Linked DNA regions of Mus musculus: all the other regions are linked to region 2. Evidence: chromatin contacts called from public capture Hi-C and promoter capture Hi-C data. All regions are on one chromosome and are shown on one strand. Each heading gives the region's core, a stretch centred on a gene start, on an enhancer-like site or on the middle of the called end of the contact. The rest is flanking DNA. Distances are from core to core; before and after follow the strand shown. Region 1 holds the start of Fndc3c1 (fibronectin type III domain containing 3C1). Region 2 holds the start of Fgf16 (fibroblast growth factor 16). Region 3 holds the start of Magee1 (melanoma antigen, family E, 1).

Region 1 (2,700 bases), core at 53-2,552, 720 kb before region 2:
ATACCCGGGCCTGGGGGTTGGGGGGTAGACACGCACTGAGTCAGTGTCCTTTGATGTCCATCGATGAGTTTTAACCCTCTTTCAGAAAGCCTGGCAACAGAGGATGGCAGCTGTATGGGACAAATCTGGGACCAGCTAAGGACCGCCTGCAGAGTCAAAGTAGGGCTCAGAACTATCTAGATTTGGGGATGGGAACCTCTCTCAACTGACAGTCCTTAGCCAAGAAAAATGAGAACCACTGCAGTCACTCGTGAGTTCTCAGGCTCAGAGAGACCTCAAAAACAATGCAAAAAAGGCAAGAGAGGAGCAAGTAGGTAAAGTTTGATGAGTGGTATTCCTTCTGTGGTTGGGAAGGGGGGCAATGCCTTCCAACAAGCTCCCTTGCACCCAGCCTGGCACTCACTTTGGGCTCATTTTGCCCTGAGCAGACCTCAGAAGCAGAGGTCTTTCAGTGCCCGAAAACCTCAGCCATTGAAATCTAGGAGTGCTCAATCCACCACTCTCAGTTGTTCCTGAAATAACTTGTTGCTTGCACACTATAGCAATGAGGTCCAGGGCTTTCGGAAAAGCTCAGGGGCTTAAAAGACAGAGAAGACCCACCAGGGATAATAGGAAAGAATGGGATCTTTGTCAGCACCGGGTGAGAGGGGCGGTCAAGGAGCCACGGCCAGTCCCCGCCCCCTCCCTCCCTTTTCCCCTGACCTGGTGGCCTGGTTAGTCTGTTGGTACCCTCCTGGGGCCGCGGGCCTGTGACCCCACTGCGTCGACAGCGGGGGGCGCGGGCCCCCAGCCACTCTTGTTTTTCTTTTCCTGTCACTTTTTCTTTCTCACCCCTCCCCTCTCAGCCTTTGGGCTCCGAACAGCTGCTGCTGTAGCTCCTAACTTTGTGCCTTTCTTTCTCCACCCCCCGAACCCCCCACCCCCAACGGCTGTTGGCGTCTTTGGAGACGCGAGCTGGCCACCCCGCCAAGGGGGCGTGAGCAGGCGGCCGGGTGAGCGCGGAGGGGGCACGGACCGTGCGGTGGTGACCGGATGGAACGCGAGAGAAGCACGAGGCGGTGAGGGAGGGGCGGCGAGGGGCGAGGGGGCGGGGCGGGGCGGGGCCAACAGGCCAGGGGCTGGATGTGCCTGTTGCTGGGATGCTGATGGATAGGGTTACACCGCTGCTGGGGCCGACTCGAGGAGGTGAGGGGATATTTTTGGAGGGAAGAGTTTCTGAGTTTGGGATCGGGGAGTGGGGGGAGGGCAAGAGGACACCGAAAGTTCCTCCTACATCTGGGCTTTCGTCTCCATTCAGACCATGTAAAAGGCGCGGTCCCCTCCAGCCATTGGGTGCCGCATGGACCTTCTACTGCTCTCCTGTGCCTCGCGTCCGGTGGCCTGCCCCATAGGTCCCGCCAGCTCCCTTTCTTCGCTTAGCTTCACTTGCTTGTCTTTGTATTTGTGACTGTTTTCCAGCCCGGTCTTTTACTTTTCTTAATCTTGAATCGGTCACTGTCGCCGGATCTCTTGCTATCTGGAGTCAGATCGAGAAGTACCTGAATGAAGAGCGAGGCTTTTGGAGAAGCATTTTTGTATCTGCTTAGGTATGCTCCTTGACTTTGTAGCAACTATCTATACTTTTCTGTGTGCAATTAGTTGCAGAATTCGGAGCTCTTACTCTCTGTGAACGCTTTGCAGAAAATCTTTTCTAATTCCGTTCTGTGGTTTTGTTTTGTTTGTTTGTTTGTTTTTCCTTTTTCTTTTTCGTTTATACATTGACTGGTAAGTGAACTAGGTGCTCACTTTATTAGGGGGAGAAATTTCGATTCCTTGGGGAATGTACACAAGAGGATTGCCCTGAGCTGGGCATCATTTATTTAGCCACCTATGGGATAAGTATTTATGGCTTAAGGTGGAAAGATTGTTGAAAAATCGTTGGTATTTTGTTTTGTTTTATATCTGTACTTTGGTATTGCGCCTTGAGGGTATCGTTGTTTTCGTGGATGTAAACTTTTCCAAAACTTAGAAGAAAACTAACTGGTAATGTTCTTGAACTTTCTACTTATTTTCTTCTTATTGTTGCTCTTGCTTGCTTGCTTGCTTGCTTGCTTGCTTGCTTGCTTGCTTGAATGAGTTGCCTTGTGAAATACTCGGAAGCACGTTGTCTGGTTCCTTCCCGGTGGTACAGTTGGAAATTTTTCATCCCGAATTTTGTCTACTTAACAAACAAATTAATTGTTTGGAAATTATTTTGATGCCAAATTCATTTAAGAAATTCGTAATTATTTTCTCATTATTCTGACAGATTAAAGGGGATTAAGGAATTTAAACATTTCTTTAAAACTTAAACACCTGAAAAAGGAGAAAACAGCTCTTTTGCTACTGGGTACTAGGCTGGGTACTGCGCACCAAAGTTCCCTGTGCCTTGCCCGGCTCTGGCGCACTCTGCCCCCTCCTTTGACATTCCACATAATGAATATACTTGAAATATGATTCTTAAAGTAATATCTGTGTCATATAGAGTGCGTAACAGGAATACCAGGGAGCGTTCATGGTTTAGTTTTGTAAATATTTTGTTACCCTGCGTTTTGTTTTGTGAAGAACGGAAAATTCGTTCTCAGAAACTTGTGCTCATGTTTTTCTCCACAAGCGAGATATATGTTAATTTTAATCATTCATCAAGACGTAAAATGTTCATGAAGGGTAGCAAATTAAAGG
Region 2 (2,732 bases), core at 104-2,603:
CTTGGGGGCAGAAAGTGCGCTTCTTGCATTACAAGGACCTAGGGAGGAAGCCGAGGACACTGCGGCGGAGGAGAAAGGCTAGCTGTCACCACACCTGTTTGATGGCTTAATAATGAATAGGAAATTGAAAATAAAAAACCCGGCAAATTACAGAAGAGGGAACACAGTTGCTTAGAAGCCTAAAGATTGCCGTCCCAGATCAAGGTTTATATTAATCGTGTAATTAGTTCTGTATGGCGATGCAGGCAGCTGGGTGCTCTGAACAATCTGTACAGTCGCAGGCTGGCAGAGGCAATCTTGCCTGGAGATTAGACATTTCCTGTTTCTGGGGCTGGCAGTGGGTTCGGGGCAGTTCCCTCACGTGGGCGAGGAGTAAGTTCTGGGCAAAAGATACCCAAGACTTGTTCATAGGCAGTGGGCACCCCAAGGTTTTTCTAGATTCTCAGCTCCCAGGCTCCCAGGCTCATGCTGTGCTGCCTGGATTGGCTTCTACCCTGGGCAGAGCCACCCCTGAGGATGACCAGTGCCATGACGGCCGGATCCCCGTCAGATAAAAGTGATTTGGGTAAGGGCCGCTGGCCCGTGGAGGCTCCTGCTCTGGGCGATCAGTCGCGACGGGTCTGCCACCCTTAAGACTCCTCTGGCCGCGGTCCCCTGCCTCCTAGTCGAGGACTTCGGCTCCTCTCCAGACTCCACCTGCTTCCCTCGGAGACCCGACGATGGGCTCTCACGGGGAACCCCTTGCTCCGGGAGGAGGGAGGGTGGAGCGGCTGGAAGAGGCCGCACCGCGAGGCGCCTCCGCCCCCTCCGGGGAGCGTCGCGGGGCGCGGGGGGCCACCGAGTCCCCGCCAGGCTTAGGGCCCTGCCACCGCATCCCACCCCGACGGGTCCGGACGGCGTCCGGTGCTAGAAGGTTCGGGGGGACCCCTGCGGGACAGCCCCGCGTCGACGGCTCCCTAGTCCGCGGTCCGTCCGCTCCCTCTCCCCCACCACCCCTCCACGGCCGGGTCCTCACCGAAGCGGCTGTGGTCGTGGCGGGTGCCGTGCACCGTGCCGTTGGGGAAGATCTCAAGGTGGAAGCCGGTGCGGCAGTAGAGCTGGCGGCGCCGCAGGATCCCCTTCAGGTGGGCGAAGTCTGTGGGCGAGCCGCGCTGCAGCTTCCCCTCGATCTGGCCCAGGCGCTCGTTCAGGAAACCCGGGGAGTCAGCTAAGGGCACGTTCCCCAGAGAGGAGGAGAAGCCGTGCAGGTCCCAGTCCAAGGAGGCAAAGACGCCCCCGACCTCCGCCATGGCGGGGCCGGCGGCGGCGCGGGCCGAGCCGGGGCCCCGGGGCGCGAACTGCCTGTCTTGGCGGCGGGCGCGGGCGGGCGGGTCGGCGGCGCTCGCTTGCTCGCTCGCTCGCTGCTCGGCTCCGCGCTCTGCCCAGCTGCAGCACACGTCTGTTCGCGTCCAAAGAACTTCTCAGCGGCGGGGAGCGTGGGGCAGCGCGCTCCTGACCTTGCTCTCAGTTAAAGTTCGGCTTCCCCTCCGCATCCATCTCTCCTGGCCTCTCATAGCTGGCTTCCTGGAGCTATCAGATGCAAATGGCACTTTATATACGTACCCACTCCCCTTCCATTGACATATTGGATATTTAAATACAAGCCACACCTCACTGGCATCCCCTCAGAGATTGGTGTGTGGGTTCTTTCCTTTTTTCCCCCCTTCTCGTATCCATTTGGCTCTTTTTGGGAGAGGGGGGTGGAGGCGGGGAGCGAGCGAGCGAGCTTCACTCCCTCTTTTATTATGAAAAAAATGGCAGGAAAAAGCTACACATTGCAGTGAGGCATAACTGCTTTTGGCAGGTTTTCTTAAACTGCTGATGAAATAACGGAGCCCAGTACGTGGAGGCCATTGGCGACCACGGCCACGCAGGCTAGTTCCTCCGGGGTCTGTCTGTCGGTCTGCTGCAAGGGCCACCCCCGCCTCCCACGCATCCTCCCGCTGCTCCCCTCTGGGAAGTGCCGGAGACCGGGGCTGGGGGGAGGGAGTCCTCGCGCTGTTGAGCTCCTCTTCTCTGGCCCAAAAGAGGCTGCGGAAGGGGTATCTGGCCCGGGACAGGGGCGCTCCAGCTCCTTTGTTCTGCTGCCCTTTAGTCCCACTCCCCACCTGTAGGTCCACAGGGGTCTGAGGAAGCGAAAACGTTCTGGAAGCCAAACGCAGTTGCAGCTGTAAGGTCTTGAGAGGTGGTGGAGGTCCCTGCAGGCACCAAAGGGTGGGGGCGCTTAAAGGGTCTGGGAGGAGCGGGAAATCCCAGAGGGAAAGAAGACTTTTTAAAAAGGACGTTGTGGCTTAGACATAGAGGGGTGGAGGCTAAGACATAGAAAGCGATCTTTTTGAAAAATGATCTCCATGGATTTCTGGGCGCGCTTTTACAAGGCTCAGGAGAGCAAGCTCTGTGAGAGGCCATTGGAAGCCTGGTGGGGGCTCTCCCCCTATACACCTCTTTTCTTGTTGGAAACAGGTGTTTCCTCGCTCTGTCCTGTGCCCTGTTCCAAGAAACTCTATCAGGAAGAGCGGCCGTCAGGGGTGGGAACTGGCGGCTGCCAGAAAGAGAGGCTGGGTGGAGAGGACCTGGCGAGCAGGTGCCTGCCTGCCGCAAGCCCCTGCATCTCTGCCCCGCACCTGAACCCCACGGTCCCTCTGGGCCTCTGGCGCTCGCCTCCTTCTTCCTTATTAAATGGCGTTGTTGCT
Region 3 (2,800 bases), core at 237-2,736, 640 kb after region 2:
GGGCGTACAGATGGATCCTTGGCCTTTTGCAGAGCACGGGAGGTGCTCTTGTTCCTGCGCTCAGAAGCACAGCAGCTCAGTGCTTCCTCGGGGTTATTAGCTTCAGTGGGCATCCCAGAAGCGCTAGGGCCCTCGGCAGCTAGGGACATCTGCGAGGTGCTCGACCCCTCCCCCAGGCAGTGCAGCTCCGAGGTGCTCCGGCCCTCCCCGCAGGGAAGCAGCTCACAGGATCCCTCCGCAGCGCATGGCGCCAGCGAGCTGCAGAAGCCCTCAGCAGAAATGGATGACAGGGACGAGCTCAGGCCCTCGGCTGAGGTGCTCGGGCTCTCACAAGCAGCTGATGGCACCGAGGTGCGCAGTCCCTTTTTGGAGGTGGGCGGCACGTTGACGTTACATCCCTCCATTATGATGGGCGACACCCAGGAGCTCTGGATCTCACCGGAGGGGGGCGACATGGAGGCGAACAGTCCCTCAGCGGAGGGGGGCGGCGCAAAGATGTCGGGTTCCTCCAAAGCGGAGAACAGCATAGAGATGCTCAGGCCCTCACCGAAGGTGGGCGGCAGGTTGATGCCCAGTCCATTAGAGTCAGTGGGCGGCACCGAAGTGCTTGGGTCCTCACTAACGGAGTAGGGCTCGTTGATACCCGGTCCCTCCGAGATGTTGGGCGACATAAAGATGCTCAAGCCCTCATCAGAAATGCCCGATTCCTCAGAGAAGGTGGGCGGCACCGAGATTCCCGGGCCCTCACCCAGGGTGGGCTCCATGTTAGGGCCCCCATCAGAGTGACGCTGCTCAGAGATGGCCAGCCCTTCTGAGACAGGGAGATGCTCATAGGCCTTTGAGCCTTTAGGAGCAGTGGGCGGCACAGGGCTATTCGGGCCCTCCGAGGCGGTGATTGACATAGCGGTGTTCAGCCCTGCGGAAACTGCAGGAGGCCGGGAGGCGCCCCGACCCTTCCTGGAGGTGGGCATCTCGGAGGTGTTCGGCCCCTGGGAAATGATGAACTGCCTAGGGGCGCTTGAGCCCTCTGAGGCGGTGGGCGGCACAGAGGCGCTTGGGCCCTCCCGGGGGGTGGGCAGCATGGAGGTGCCAGGGCCCTCAGAGGCGCGGAGGCCCTGGAGGATCTTAGGATCGTTGCGATCCCGAGGGACGTCTGGGCCTGGCACAGCAGCAGGGTGACCCTTCCCGTTGTTTCTGCGCGCATTGGCCCTTCCACCGCGGCGGCGGCGCGAATTCTGGCTTACCAGCGACATGGTCCTGTCGACCGACGTGTGGAAGCTGACACTGACAGGCCCGCGATCTCACAGACGAGGGGGAGAGGTATGTAGGCGCCTCTGCACGGAACTGCCGCTAGAGCAGGAATGCTGCTGCTGCCAGGCCCGAGCAAGTCGCAGGAGCAGAAATTAGAGGTGGTGGGCAAGAACGAAGGTTCTAGCCGACTGTGAACGCTAGTCTCAGAATGCTCGCCTCTCACACCCCGCCTTCTGCCGCAGTCCGCGCAGGCGCAGTTGGGCTCTGCGACAAGGCGACCCCGCCCAACCCAGCCTCTCCCGTGGGTTTGCGAAAGTGGACCTGGTGATTCTGCACCAAAACTGCGCAATGGCAGGAGGGAGGCTTTGATAGGAGACAAGGAGCTTGGAGCAGATGGGTAAATGGAGGTAATACTAGCTATTTCTCAAGAGTCAGGGTACCTACTAGAAGGTTTCTACCCAAGTGTCAGGTACTTGATAGATTTTCAAAATTGCATCCTAAGGATGCATTGGGGAAAATGTGCGTGGCGCATGGAAGGGTGCAGCTTTCATCCCCTCCCTTGTCTCCTCTGTCATTTTCTCTATCGAAACCTCTAATACCTCTCAAATTACTGCCCCTTCTCCAAAGGGCTGGGATTTAGTTCTACTTAGGAAACCTGTAGCTAGCTAGAAATTTTCACTGCACAGTCCCAACCCTTACCAATGTAGAAAAATGTAATCTCTTTTGTGGAGTCCTTCAATAGTGCTATTCCAACCACACCCAAAATTAATTATCCTAGGACAGTTAGTTAGCACCATGGGGTCTGTTAGAAAAACTCACTGTCAGGTTTTGAAAACTGCAATTAGCATGGTTTATGGAGGCAAGTCTCTGGGAAGGTTTCTATTAGTTACTAAAGAGCTACTGGAATATGAGCCAGCTAAAGCACAGGAAGCTGTCCAGAATTAGAAGGATAATGGATAGAAGGAAACATTTGGTTTCCTTATAGGGCCTCATGGTTACCTATGCTGCCAGTATTCTGCATGTTTCTGTGAAGTTAATCTTGTGTAGCTTTGTGCAGTACCAACTGGTTTTAACAGAATCAATCATATGGTGTCATATTCCAACAATATTTTATGTTATCCACATTGCATTCAGCACATGGGTCCACAAAATCGACTATGGGCCTATTACAGCATTACCTAAATATGTGCATATGATTAGCCTCTGAATCTTGGCTAATGTCTATGGTTAGGAGAACAGGCTCATTTTCATAAGTGAAACTTGTGGAGGAGCTTTCCCAAAGATTCTGCTACAGTCTATTAAAATCAAGCTGGTGAGAAGCAAGCCCAGAATGCAGTTAAAAATGCCATGCTATATTCTGCTGCAGCAGAAGACACGTGTACATTTGGGGAGTTGAGTGTTCCTTCTTGTTCACATTAGTGTGCATGAGAGTTCATGTTTCCTAATGACTGTCAAGCACACACAAAGAAGGGGCTCTTCCATGTGCCTGCACTAGAATTAAAAGAGATCACAATTTAAATAAAGTTGTTAATTTAATAGCTGCACACAA

What was found. Promoter capture Hi-C pulls out the DNA fragments that hold promoters and counts their contacts. Capture Hi-C pulls out chosen DNA fragments and counts their contacts.
Region 1: a promoter capture Hi-C map of embryonic stem cells shows a contact between it and region 2, with 6 times the contacts expected there. The contact joins the promoter of Fndc3c1 here to the promoter of Fgf16 in region 2. A contact is called at or near these places in 1 of 39 promoter capture datasets (embryonic stem cells), 1 of 484 Hi-C or Micro-C datasets (embryonic stem cells) and 1 of 9 other capture datasets (embryonic stem cells).
Region 3: a capture Hi-C map of embryonic stem cells shows a contact between it and region 2, with 5 times the contacts expected there. The contact joins the promoter of Magee1 here to the promoter of Fgf16 in region 2. A contact is called at or near these places in 11 of 39 promoter capture datasets (the 3T3-L1 cell line, cranial neural crest, embryonic stem cells and 4 more), 9 of 484 Hi-C or Micro-C datasets (Th1 cells, embryonic stem cells, reprogramming fibroblasts and 1 more), 8 of 115 datasets of contacts at active chromatin or transcription factors (embryonic forebrain, embryonic stem cells, fetal liver and 2 more) and 2 of 9 other capture datasets (embryonic stem cells and macrophages).

Annotation. Positions count from the first base shown.
Region 1 is chrX:106,483,831-106,486,530 of GRCm38.p6, reverse strand. Fndc3c1 (fibronectin type III domain containing 3C1) reads left to right here and starts at 1,302. Exons shown (of 27, transcript NM_001007580.1): 1 at 1,302-1,586.
Region 2 is chrX:105,763,098-105,765,829 of GRCm38.p6, reverse strand. Fgf16 (fibroblast growth factor 16) reads right to left here and starts at 1,353. Exons shown (of 3, transcript NM_030614.2): 1 at 1,016-1,353. The coding sequence starts at 1,289.
Region 3 is chrX:105,119,064-105,121,863 of GRCm38.p6, reverse strand. Magee1 (melanoma antigen, family E, 1) reads right to left here and starts at 1,486. Exons shown (of 1, transcript NM_053201.4): 1 at 1-1,486. The coding sequence starts at 1,253.